Regions from separate parts of the Urocitellus parryii genome. Here region 2 is linked to region 1. Evidence: chromatin contacts called from public Hi-C data. All regions are on one chromosome and are shown on one strand. Each heading gives the region's core, a stretch centred on a gene start, on an enhancer-like site or on the middle of the called end of the contact. The rest is flanking DNA. Distances are from core to core; before and after follow the strand shown.

Region 1 (6,812 bases), core at 3,740-6,239:
AAGTTGATCAAATTAAACTATTGAGCAGTAACCAGACACACTGGACGGGAAGCGAAAACATATACAGGTATCTGGATTTCTTTTCAGAAAGACAGATACCCAAGTGCACTGTGTAATTATCCTTGAAAGGCTTAAAGATATCCTCTTTATATTACTATGGTTACCTTCCAGTTTCATACACACACAAATGTCACACAAATGTCACTCTCCAAGGTGCTTTATAAGTTAATCTGCCAATTATGAAACAACTTCTCACAATGAAAATGGAAAAGGGCATTGCCTTTAAAGGTCTTAGGTTCCTAATAAAGAAACTTTAGACTATAGGTACCAAATTCTATGTACTCACTAAATCATGATCATGGATGAGAGAATGGACATATACAGCAAAAAAGAAAAAAAAAATATATAAATCTATAATGTTATATAGTTTTTTTGTAAATACTTGATAAAACTCTTTCAATCATTATATTCATGAAGGCATTTTCTTAAAAACACTTGAAATTGAAGTACTTTTCTAAGTCAAAAGATTACCAAAAAAAAAAAAAAAAACCCAACACTTCCTTTAAAAGGATTTTAAAAGCCTGACATAAATAAAAATCTCATTTTTAGAAATTTCATGGGGCCTCTTATATTTTTTAAATAATTTTATTACATTGAAATAAATATAATTAGCCACTCCATCCTGGAGTCATCTAGCCATAGGAATTCGCCTTCATTCACTATTCCTTTCTCACTAGGCAATACTTAATAATGTCTCTTTTTCTATTGATAAAAGCATTCTAATAACCATCAATCTTAACTTACCAATAAGTAGCTTATCCTCATTAATCTTTGATGTCAAAATCTGACATTTTTCCCAAAAGATAATATAGCTAAATTCGGTACCCAGTTCTAGTAAGCAAGCTGTTAGGTACCTATCAACTTACGGGTTCACTTTAAGTTTGTTCTAGGCAACAGCTTTTCCTAAAGATACTTTATCCAACCAACCCACTCATTTCCATCAAAATGAAAGAAACTATACTTTAAATCAGATACTGACATGGCCTCATATAATTTAAAAATTCACACCTAGATGATGGTATATCTTATATACTAATGCAATAGATTTAAATAGGGAACAACATTCTCATTGAATGACCAAATTTTGAGAGAATTATTAATTCTTTGAAATTATGGGTTTGCAAGATAACTTTAGCTGTACAAATGTTCAAGACATTATATAATACTGAAGTTACTTCCTTTTAAATTTATCTTTTCTGATTATTTCAAGAAGAAAATCTGTGTTATGTCTTTTATACTTCTTTATTACTTACTAATAACTGGTTTCAGAGCCTTTTACAAGCACCAGTATCTAGCTACAAATTAGAAACACTTTCTTATCTTGTTTATTTTTATAGTAAGCTTTCATATGTAGCAAGTGACAGGATACATTCCCTTAAAACTAACATAGTTAATACTTTATATTACTTTAAAACACTGGGGATGGGGAATATAAAGAAAAAGATGACTGTTTTAGCTTTCCCTGATCACAAGCAACTGCATGCCTAACTGTAACCAAGAACACCAAGCTTTTTTTCTCTAAGAACAATAAATAAGCACTTGCTTAAGGCCTGGAAAAATGTTACAGTTTAAAAAAATCTCTGTAGTTTCTACTCAATAAACAAAGTATAATATTTAATTCCAGAGAATCGGGAGAGTGGTGGATAACAGACTTCCTGACAAAACTACTTTTGTACTGCCAAAAAGAAGCCTTTCAGTTTCCATATTTTAACCCCTTGAAAAACCTATACCAGTTCGTTTTCCATCCCTACCCTAGCAATACTTGTTTACATAGCAGTGATCCACTAAACTATGAGCTCCTTCTGGGCACAATCTTGGCCTTTTTCAGCTTTTCACTCCAGGGATAAGTGGTCTCTTGTAGATACTCAAGATGCATTTGTTGGATGAATGATCATAGTATGGAGTTCGTCCTATACTTAATCCCTCTCTTTTTCTTAAAAGACATATTAACTGACAAAGGGCAACAGTAGTGATCATCCTTTGTTCCAAGTCCTTATTTATGGACCTAGAGTACCTATAAAGTTATAAGTAACTTCCCATAAATCCTGAATCTGAAGACACAAATCTTAAGAGCTATAACAATGAAAATACCATTAGCATTGCATCTATCTTTCCAAAAGGGCATTTTATATATTCAAGTGTATAGTTTAAGAAAATGTCATTTTTTTCTTTTTAAAACTGGGTAAAATTCCTTATTTTATGATTTTATGTTGAAAATATGGACAACCATGCACACCTGTAATCTCAGTGGCTGGAAGGCTGAGGCAGGAGGATGGAGAGTTCAAAGCTAGCCTCAGCAACTTAGCAAGGTACTTACCAACTCAGCAAGACCCTGTCTCTAAATAAAGTATTTAAAAAGACTAGGGATGTGGCTTAGTGGTTAAATGCTTCTGGGTTCAATCCCTGGTTAAAAAAGAAAGAAAATATGGACACACTTTTATGTGTCCTCTGGAGGAACAATGCTGTATAAATTTGAGTTGGTGGCATAAATGACAAGAAAAAATTTAAATTTAAAATTTTCAATAACACACAAAATTGACACAAACAAAGCAATCAATCTAAGCTAACATAGACTTTTCCAAGTTCTCCATAATGCTTATTAAGAAGTTCAAGATTCCATATTCTTCAATTTTATAACCTAGGAGAACTTCATTAAGTAGATGCCAGGTTACTAGGGCTGACCAAATAATGTAAAGTTGCCAAGGTGAATCACAAAAGAGATATGCTTAAGTCTATTCCTTACTAGTGGCTAGCCAGACACTTAATAAGAATCCTACTGATGAGCTCTTAAATGGAATAAGAATATAAAGATTACACAGGAAAGTAGTCAACAAAAAGATAACAAGTGAGGGAAGTCCTCCTAGCAAACTTATTTCTTTCTCCACTATCTTCAACTAATATTTTGAAGGCAAACATGGCTCCTGCTCAATCACTTTTCTAGACTTTCCAAGGGCATTAGATCATATTGATCTATGGCCTCCTTTTAAGACTACTTTCTTAGTTACACAGTAACACCTCTAGTCTACAAACTAATTCTAATAACTTTCAAAGGAATATTAAAATTGAGAATATTTTGGAACAATGCTATCATTATTAAATTTCTCAAATCTTAGAATAAGTAACGTAGCTCAACCTGAATGTATTATTTTCAAATAAAGGGGATGTCTGAGTAGAAGACAACAGGCCTCTCCTACCCAACAAGAGTTAGGTATAAGTCCCCTCCACCCCTACCCTCTGCATGGCCAGATCTAATTTTAAGGAAAAAAAAAAAAAAGATAAAGGTCAGGCTTTTTGGAGTAGCCCCTAAGGTCACAGAGGCATCAATTCAATGCCAACACCTTTAGTAACAGCATTAAGTTTGTATGCTGTCAGAAATGCAGAGGGAGAGAAGGCTGGAAGGGAGGTAGAGATGGTGGTAAAGTGGTACAGTTGACAAAACTCATATTAGCCAAGAAAAGGGCAGGGTAGATTCTGCATGCAAAAACAAAAACCGCAAAGTCAGAGAATACTTACATTTAGCTTTTTTACATACCTGTAATTTGTTTCTGAATGCACAAGTGGTATTCAATTTTAGGCAGAAAACTTCCAGTCAAGCAGGCCCAATACTAACTTATTAGAAAATCTACACCATGGCATCATCGCATTGTGTATTTACCTTCAAGAGCTATTCTTGCAACCTCCACAAACTGCAGTTAACTTCAAATACTACATTTGGTTTTGAACGTGGAGATTGCTCATCTATTTGGAATTTTGAACCTGAAGGTTACCTAAGAGCCTTTACAAAGGCCTTGCCTCTAGGCTGCTTCAAAGCAAACAGCAAATAGGAAGAAAGCTCACCCTGAAAACCACGTGTCTCCTGGTAGGAAGTACACAACCACTACATTTCCCGAAAGTGAACTTTCTATGTAACGGTAACAACTTAGATATTTCTAAATATCCGATTTGACATCCATGCATATACTTAAGGCTTTAGTCTTTTTACAAGAGCGGGGATTTCTTCCTTTAGATTAGAACCAGTGAGCAAAAATAATCTCCCCTTAATATTAATTAATGCGGTACGGAGTAAAAAAATTGTTTAAACAAACAAAGCCAGGATTCTTTAACAGTCCCAATGACCCCAGGTGGGTTCTGATGTCAACAAAGTACACCGGAGGAGGCAAACCTCTTCACGCCTAGGGCCTGCAGGTGGGGCAGTATTGATTCTGGATTTCAGGGCATTTCGGAATAATCACTCCCAGTTGGCTGCCCAGGGTGGGTGGGTGATGGGTAGGTTCTGCGGCCGCGCCAGGTTCTCACCGGGTCCCCACACGGAGTCCGGAACAGGCCTCGGCGGTGCCTTCTCAAATTCCGACCGTATCCCACCTCTCCCCCGACCTAGTCCTGAGGCTCAGCACCGGTCCCCAAACTGAAAACAGCAACTCCCCAGGCATCGCGCATCTCTCAGACTCCCCATCGACCAGTATTTTCCTCCAAAGCCACCCAATGTGTCCAGGTCAGGGATCCCTGACCTCCCGCCATTTCTCCACATCGCCGCAGCACACAGCAAAAGGAGAGAACCTCAAGGTGACACCTCATTTGGGCCAGCGGATCCGGGTTCTGGGCCCGAGCTCCCCGGCCCGACTTCCTTTAGAGCCTCCTCGCCTCACCTGGCAGCGGCATACGATGTCGGCGTCCTGCGCCAGCAGATCCACCACCTTTCCTTTGCCCTCGTCGCCCCACTGCGCGCCGAGCACTACGGTCACTCGGTTCCCTCCGGGCCGCGCCCTGGGACGGCCGCAGTCACCGTTGGGCAAAGAGGAAGCAGCTGGGTTGTTCTCGACGAACGACATGGCTCGGGTGAGGCGAAGCGAGCCCGAAAGAGAAACGGCGGGCGAAGAGTGCGCGAAATGAACTGCTCGGCTGCCGCCAGCCACATGCGGAGGAAGAAGAAGCCAGAGGCCGGCCCCGCCCCCGCCCCCGCCCCCGCCGGGCCACCACCCTCCAGCCAGGCCCCGCCCCGCTCTCTGCCACCGCCTGTTCACAGGGGGACCATGACTGCCCTGCGCAGGCCAGGCTCTGCAGCACCGCCCGCAGGAACTAGTCCTGGCGGCGGCAACCGCAGCCACCCCGGACCCAGGCCACGCCTCTTCCGCGTCCCGGAACGGTGCTTCAAGGCGAAAGGGGCAGGCGCAAGGGAAAGGGGCGGAGCTTCCAGTGCGCTTTCCGCCTACCCGCCCTTCCTCTCTCTTTCAAACTGCAGAGGCGCGAGGGGGGTCTGCTCAGCGTCGGACTACGACTCCCGGCATGCAACACTCTGCACTCCAGCTAGGTTGTCTGGTGCCGTGTTGTCTGAGGTCTGCAGGTTTCAGTATCTGAAAGCTGTTTTCTGTTGCTTTTTTTTTTTTTTTAAGATTTTTTGTTGAGTGAGGGTGTAAAAATTACAAAGAGGGGAGTTTCGAGATACAAACTGTATGGAATTGGGCTGTTTACGTTTAGAATTGAAAATTAAAGTTTTAGAAGAGCAGAGATGGAGAGGGATCAAAAAGGGCAAACTCAAAAAGTAAAAGCAACAGAGGTGGAGGACATTAGACCGGGAAATTCAAGGAACAAATAGAGTCCTAACCCTTCTCATTTTACACATTATAATAGAGGCTTAGAGAGGAGGAGTGAATTACCTACATCATAGAGTATGTGCAGATACTGTAAAGCATTTGGGTTTTTTAATGCCAATTATATAAGGGAGATAATACTATCTTATTTTATAGGGCTTACTGTTTTTTTCCTTTTTTTCTTGCAGTGTTGCAAGATCAAACCCTGGGTCTAATACATGCTAAGCAACTACACCCCTGGCTCATCTTATAAGGTTTAAAAACCAGTTAAGTAACTTGATCCAGTGAGGCTTGAATTGGTACCTGGACAGCTGAGTCTGGACTCAAGTCTTCACTGTGTATTCCACGCTCTTAATGTTTCCATTGTGGCTAGATTCAAGTATGACTGCTTTTGATCTAATGCTTTTCCAACTACACAAATTAACGATGACATCTAATTTTGATTAAAAATTGCTTCGGAATAAATGTGGGACTAGAGTGTAGTATCTGCCAAATCGCATGTATTGTCTGTTCTCTAATGGTCCTTAGAACCCATGTTAGTATTTTACTATGTACTTTCAAAGCATTGCCAATAAACATTGAACGCCTACAACAAACTAAGACTCCTGGGTACTAATTCCTAGGACGAATAAAGATGCAGTTGCAGCTCTCAAGGATTCAGAATATTTGGTCTGCCGATAAGTAAGTTATAATCTTGTAAGATAACAGGTGTTTATCTCAGCTTTATCACAAAATTACAAACCCTTCATAAACAAAAATGCAGTCATATTCCTTTGTTCTTAAGTGCCCGAGGTAGTGTTGAGCATATAGTAGGTACTCAATAAGCACAGGTGACTATTCATTTCTATTCAATTTTTAAAACATTTATGCTATGTCTACTTGGAAAGTACGGTTAGGTATGTATTTGCTATGGCAATTGGTTACATACAGTCACGCGAATATTGGGGCTAAAAGATACGCTAACTTAAGTTTCATCTTCATTCACTCAACTCTTGATTTTTCGAAGTGGTTTTGCTATCCGCTTCCCTGAAATCTAGTTCTCTTTTCCGAACATCAGCTAACTTTCAGGGCGGCACCGGGAAGCCCAGGTGACTGCGCGCTTGGCACGCGCACTGGCCCTAGCCGCTCCACACAGCTCTTCTGTCCAGCTACGCCAGGCGGCAA
Region 2 (7,071 bases), core at 4,186-6,685, 170 kb after region 1:
TCAAGTGACGTCACATAGAAGAGTGCACTCCTAGCTAAAAATAAATTTAATTGGATCCAAATATTTTAAGACCACGTGGTTACATAAAGTTAATACAATTATAAGTTATGTTCTTATTCTTTATATATATATTTTAGATATTTAGATAACCTATATTTGTTAATCTATAAATTAATTAGCACATGCCTAATTGATTAGTTAATATATATTTGCCTAATTGTTTTTCTTCAACAGAAAACCCATAATTTATGTTTTATATTTACATTCATCAGATACTCTGCCTTTTCAGTTACAGATATTTGAGATAAATGTGTTTCCTATAAATTTGCTTTTCAGTAAAAATACAATCAAGTAATTTCTAAATCTCAAAGTAGAATTAATCAACACATTTTATCTGGGATTTTGGCTGCTAATCAAAGGATAGATCTGCTTCAAGCTCAAGTTGAGGAATTGTCTGACCTAGTACATTTGGGTTGTATTGATCAACGAGCACATTTATGTATAACCTCTGTCAGATTTTATGATTCCAGAAATGCCTCATGCATCATCGGAGAATATCTATCCGGAACCTGGTCCATGGAAGCGAAAAACTTGATCCAGTCTCAACTAACTCAGATTGCTGTTTTGAATAACACCCATGTCAATCCAGTGACCTTGGGTCAATTTACCAATTGGTTGTCATCTGCCTTTTCCTTTTTTAAGGAGTGGGTGGGAATAGGCATTTTTGATGCAATGTGTTGCTTCGGTATGTTCCTCTGTTTGTGGTTTCTCTGTCGCCTCAAGGCCCGCAATGCTCACGATAAGGCTATGATCATACAAGCTCTTGCAGCTTTAGAAAATGGCAATTCACCTCAAGTTTGGCTTGCGCATCTTAAACAGTAAATCTTTGACATGGTCGTTGCACCCCAAGTTATTATAACATTGCACTGGGATCGACATGTCTTTCCTCGCTATTCTCTTAGTGTTAGAAAGCCCTTGCACTCTGCCGGTCTTGCTGCCATTGCACGCAGATGGGTTTCCACACTAGTGCTTCTCTATCGCTTTAATGTCCGTGCCTTTCTTTCAGGGTGCTGTCAACTTGTTTGTCATTGTACACAGCCACAGTTCAGCCTCAGCTATCCCCCTCCGTCCACCATCGTCACGGTACAGGATGCGAGGCAAGGCACTGCACTTGAGTGATCCTTGGAGTGGACCTCAAGGAGAGCATGTCCTATTGCATGCGGGTTTGACGTCCTTCCTTACCCCACCTTATCCACGCCCCGCCCCACGAAAAAAGGCGTCGGCTGATATGGCCTCAGGTTTGGGGAAGGGCCCTCCTTAAGGCTGAGCCATACTATGCAGCCACTTCTGCTCAGTGGGATAGGACCTCTACTCTCGCCTGTATTGTCATATAAAAACAAAAAAGGGGGAACTGTGGTGAGCCGTTTCTGTGAATTGTGGCCGCCATTACAAGATGGCGCTGATTTCCCCTGTAGTCTGTGACAAACAACTCCTTATCAGAATGAGTTGGCACGCTGTGACTTGGCACCCTGTGAGAAAAGTCCACGTGGCAGCTTCGCATTGGGGCTTGAGGTGATTTATTAAGGCTGGGAGGGGCATCCGGGAGAGAGAAGAAAAAGTATCAAGGACCTGAATAAACTGCTGAAAGAAGATTCCTGAGTTGCGTCTTCCTTGCGGGCAAGGGGTCGCGACACCTCCTGGTATTCACATCCTTGTGTAGCCTCCTCTCACATTGCTCCAGAGTTGTTTAACATGACCAATAGCATGAAGCAGAAGTGATAGATAAGATTGTAAGACACTGTGGTTTCCTTCTTGGTCATGCCTCTACTTTTTTGCATCAATTGCTCTGAAAGCAACAGCTACCATGGCGTGAGCAGCCCTACCAAGAGGCCCAGGTAGTGATACTAAAGCTTCCTGCCTATAATGATATGGGTAATCTTGGAAGCTGATCCTCAGGCCCCAGTCAAGTCATGAAATGATCATAGCTGCACCAATATGATGGACTACATACAACTCCACCAGAGACTCAAGTTAGTTGAAAAATACTCACCTAAACTGTTCTGGATTCCTGGACCCTAGCAACCATGAAATAATTAGTGTTTGTTTTAAAATTCTGTGTTTAGAGTTAAGTTGGTACACAATAAAAACAAAGCTTTAAATTTTATTTTCCTTTATCATGGCTTGGACACCTTATCAGTTACCAATTTTTTCCATTTCAAAATTGCATGTGACTGTGTGTTTAAGCACCCCTAGGTTTAATCCCTGGTACCAAAAAAAAAAAAAAAAAAGTCACACCATAACTAAAAACATCTAAGACAAAGAACATCATTCTCTCCTGAGTTTTCCAGCTCTGCCTTCTCCTCAGATAGCTGACAATTTTGAGGGACTTCCTGTTTTCTATCCTGTCAGCATGAATTCAGCCAGGCTTCTTCATTATAGCAGTAGCAGTTGATCAGTTGCAGTGGTTAGTTTCTAGCTTGATGTTTTAAAATTTTTTTAGGAGCAGCATCATTATGCCTCTTGAGAAATACCAGCAGTTCTCCTCTTCAGAACTTTGAATTCCAAATGCAAAAATGTTTAAATTCTAACCTCTTTCCTTTGTTCTTTCAGGCTTAGGAGTGACAGCTCCTTCTGGCTCTGATACCTTAGTGATCCCTTTTTGTCTTTTTAGCTCTCCAATATCCAACTTATAACTTTATATTTTCCTTTTATAATCAGTCTTCTGACATCTCAAATAAGTCTTCCTATTATGCTCTATTACTGCTCATCTCCTTCAATTTAAATTATAAATTTATGAGGGACAATATATATTCATAATACATTATCTTCCATAGGATTATAAGCTTCCTGAGGATAGTAAAATTTCTGTTTTATCATGGATGAAATAGTGATACACAATGGCTGACACATAATTTTATACTTGTTCAGTGACTGAACAATGAACAATGAATGATTTCTCTTATTGTAGATCAATACCTCTTCTAATTTTTATGCCCTTTTTCTCATCTCTCTCTACGATAATCTTGCCTCGAAATTCATTGAGAAAATCAAAGTAAACCAGAAAATAACATCTCCATTTCCCACATCCAATATTCCTAGCCTGCCTTTCTTCATCCTTCTATTCCATCACTATGCACCTGCATGTGACTTCTATGTTGTCACTATGGATGAAGCATCCCTCCTACCAAAGGCCAGCTCCTCCCATTAGCTCCCTAGCTCCCTAGATCCCTCCCCCTTTGTTGCCCTTGAAAATCTCCTTCTTCCTAAATAATTTCTTTCTCTTTACATATAAATGTGCTCTGAGTACCTTCCATCTTTAAAATACCTTCTTTCAACTACACTGCCCTATCTAGCAATTGCCCCAAGTTTTAGAGTTGTCTCCACTAATTTGCTTCTCAAATCATTTCATTAAATCCCAGTCCTCCATGATTCTGCTCACCAGGCTATTTATCTCTATATTGCTGAGCCCCAATCTTGTGACTACTTCATTACTATGTTCTTTCCGATTTCCCTCCTATCCCCATGGCTCCTCTTCTTTCTTGGCCTCTAAATGGTAAAGGGTCCTAGAGCTTTGTCCTTGGAGATCTTATTTCTTTCTACTTAAATATATCCAGTCCTAAGTCTTCAAAGTCTATTTATAATGGCCATGACAATACTTTGTTTATGCAAATGCATCTTTGACATGGATATCTAAAAGACATCTCTAAATTAATATGACCAAACCATAACTCCCCCCCCAACCATGTTTCCACATACTATAAATGGCATTCCCATCCACCCAGATGCTCAAGACAAACATCTAAAAATTCTCAAAGTCTCTTCCCAACTCAGCAGCCAACTCATTAGCAAGTTCCGTAGACTGTACCTCCAAAATATTTGAATTCTAATTTTCTCAGTCTCCTCCACTATTAGCAACATCTAAGCCACCTTCTGAATGCACTTCTGGAATAGCTTATTAATTGGTTGAACCAATTAGCTTTTCCCACATAACCACTTCCCAAACATTGCAATTTAAAAGATTTCCCACATTCTTTGGGGCATTGTGGGTGTTTCATATGGTTGCATGGGCTCAGCTAAAGCAGGATGGACTCAGATAGCCTTACATATTTCAGCTGGTGGGTAATGACTATGTAACCTGCATCATGAGGTGGTGGTCAGCTAGAAGACAAGCCCCAATTCAAAAGTGCTTTTCAAGTCTCTGTTGCATCATATTAATTAATGGACCAAAGCATGTTATATGCCAGCCCAGAATCAGGGGAGACACCAAAAGTCTTGTAATTTGGGACATTGGTTATTTTTACAATCTACCACACTGATCTCCTCTTTGCCTCTAAAACACAGCAACCCAAGTAATCATAAAAATACACTCCTTTCACCCCCTTATCCAATCTCTCCTAAATCTTCACTTTAAATCAAACCCTATCACGAATTTAAAAACCCTTTCAGGATCTGGTTTCTGACTACCCATCCAATTTATTTCATACCATAGCTTTCTTGCCCATTAGCTTTGGGTCACAAAGGTCTCTTGTTTCCTTGAATACAGAAAATACTTTAATACCTTAGGTCTTTGTATTTCTGTTTCCCTTGACTGATATACTTTTTCCTCTGAATATGTGCGGGGCTGACTTTGTCATTAAGATTTCATCTGAGAACTCACCACAAAGTCCTTCCCCCGTGCAGCCAGTCTAAGATCATTCTCTATCATTTTAATTTTCTACAAAGCACTGATTCTTTGCTTGTGCTCCCACCCCCTCCTGTTTAATCACTGCATTCCTCAGAGCCTTACAACACTGTGTGACATATGTCAGGCACACAACAAACATTTGCTGAATGAATGTACAAGCGCCTTCTGGTTCCTAGGATTCTGCTAATCTACGAGTGCAGTACTATTCCCATTGGGCAGAATAGTCTCACAAAACGTAAATTCCACCCTGAGAATTAACTGGATACGTGTCACACCCCACCCTACACCAGCAAATTGCCTCCTCTATTTCTTCACTCCTGCCCTGGGCGGGGGGAGGTATTCGGAGGAATTTGGAAATTTTAGGATCATCACTTTAGCCTTTTGACACATTCCGTTGACTTCATCAGACTCAATGCGACGTTAGCAGGGGCAGAGGTAGCGCTTGAGAGCTTTAAGACAGCAGAGTTCACCGCTTGTCAAGGACGAACAGCAAAAAAGATCCGAAAGCAGATCCAAAGCAGTGCGTGCTGGGATCTGTAGTTTCCCAGGGAGATCTGCAGAGGCTCGGGACCCAGAAGCATGCTGGGAGTTGTAGTCTAGACTGTAAAGACTCCGCCTCTGTGCTTTCAGTAGCGAAGGGGGCATCCCGCTCTGCATGCTGGGAATTGTAGTCTCTGTGGGACCTCGCGCCTCCAGGGTGGAGAGGCTCCGAGGCTTGCCGCCATTTTAGGTCCCAAGGTGCAGCGACCAAGAACTAGAGCGCAGGCGGGCTCAGTCCCGGCGCCGGGCCGGCCCCGCCTCCGGGGCGCCTGGCGCCCGCCCCTCTCTCAAGCCCCGCCTTTCCCCACGTGTCTGTCGCCGAGGGGAGGTGCCTGAGCCCGAGCGGGCCGCCACCGGCCCGGCCCGGTCCCTCGCACAAGAGTCGGCGGCGCCCGGGAGCGGCCCGGCTGCCCGATGCTTCAGCCCTGGCTGCGGCGGGCCGGGCTGTACGTTTAGTGCCCGGCGCAGGCCCCCTGAAGCTCCCGCGGGGGTGGGAGCGGCCTCCGCCCCGCGGAGACTGAGCGGCTCGAGGACGAGGCGGCGGCCGCGGGGAGGATGGGGGCTAACCAGTTAGTGGTGCTCAACGTGTACGACATGGTGAGTGCGGCCCCTGGCGGCCCCGGCCCAGCCTGGCGTCCTCTCGCGGGTCGGGTTCGGACCCCGGCCCCGGGTGCTTCCTCTCTGGCATCCCCGCCTCCAGCTTAGTTCTCAGGTTGGGGGGAGGGGAGAGTAGTAATATTTTCTAATCCTTGCATTAGTCGACGCTTCTGTTAGTGCTGCCCGGTCAGCCGAGGGCTTCTGCCCAGGCACTGGAGGCTTAAACCGCTCGCTTCCCCTCAGCTTCCCTGGCCCTGGGCCCGACCCCTGGGCGTTTGAGCAGTGTCCTTTCCGCAAAGCTTCCGTCGTGGTTCCGACCTTTGTGCCACCTCCTGGCCCGCCGGATGCCCCAGTCCCGCGGTCTTGATCCGCCAGCGCAACCCGCTCCTCTGCTTCTGCGGAACCGTACATTCTAAATGCTCTCAAGTCTTCAAAAACTCCCGAGCCCCTCTAAGTCCACAAAGTCGCAGCTGTCGATATCCCTGGTAGCTTCTCCCCAGGGGTGAACCAACACATCCTTGCCTCCAAGGCAACCTTATTAAAATTAATGAGGCTAAAATTTATCAAGAAAATAGCCCGGCTGAATTATTTAGAGATCACAGTGGGGCTCCTTTCCTAGATTCTGAAGACCACTTTCCAGGTGATGCAACAGGTGGATGACGTGACCACAGGAGAGGGAAGGGAAGAACTTGTTTATTAGGTTATCCAAGTTTGAAGTACTGTGAGCGTACAGACTTGAATGCAAGGACTGGTTCGCCTGATCATTGCTATTGAAGTACCTCCAGAAAAAGCATCCGGTAGACAATTATCTTTCCAGTTGGATGCATGCTTGGGTTTGTTGGCTTGCCTTTGGTTACTTAGTTTTTGTTTGTAAAGAATTACCTCCGCCAGCACCGTATAAAATTTCTTGTAAGTGGACTGACAGATGAAAAATTTCCCGTCATTATTTTTGTTGGCTTAAAGATCCAGAAAAGCAGAAACTCTGCAATCGAGTCTTGATTCTTATTTACAGACCTAAACATTTTATTCTCTCATGTTCTTGTGTTTCGAATGTAATATAGAAAGGGATTCTGCATGCCATATCTGGGAAGTATGTCAGCGGGGCATAAGGTTTACCTCTTTAAGCCTGGAGGTGAAAAATAGTGGGTTAACATACTAAGAAAAGTGAAGCGTGATAAGAAAATTAAAGAATAATCAAAAGATCCTAAAAGTATGGAATTTTGTAAGGTCTATAGCCTGTTGTTGCTTAA

What was found. A called contact is a pair of places that touch in the nucleus more often than the background predicts.
Region 2: a Hi-C map of muscle shows a contact between it and region 1, with 3 times the contacts expected there. The contact joins the promoter of Desi2 here to the promoter of Adss2 in region 1. A contact is called at or near these places in 2 of 2 Hi-C or Micro-C datasets (liver and muscle).

The regions. Positions count from the first base shown.
Region 1 is chr9:90,950,294-90,957,105 of mUroPar1.hap1, forward strand. It overlaps Adss2 (adenylosuccinate synthase 2), which reads right to left and starts at 4,990. Exons shown (of 13, transcript XM_026390765.2): 1 at 4,707-4,990. The coding sequence starts at 4,889.
Region 2 is chr9:91,118,764-91,125,834 of mUroPar1.hap1, forward strand. It overlaps Desi2 (desumoylating isopeptidase 2), which reads left to right and starts at 5,436. Exons shown (of 5, transcript XM_026390739.2): 1 at 5,436-5,821. The coding sequence starts at 5,780.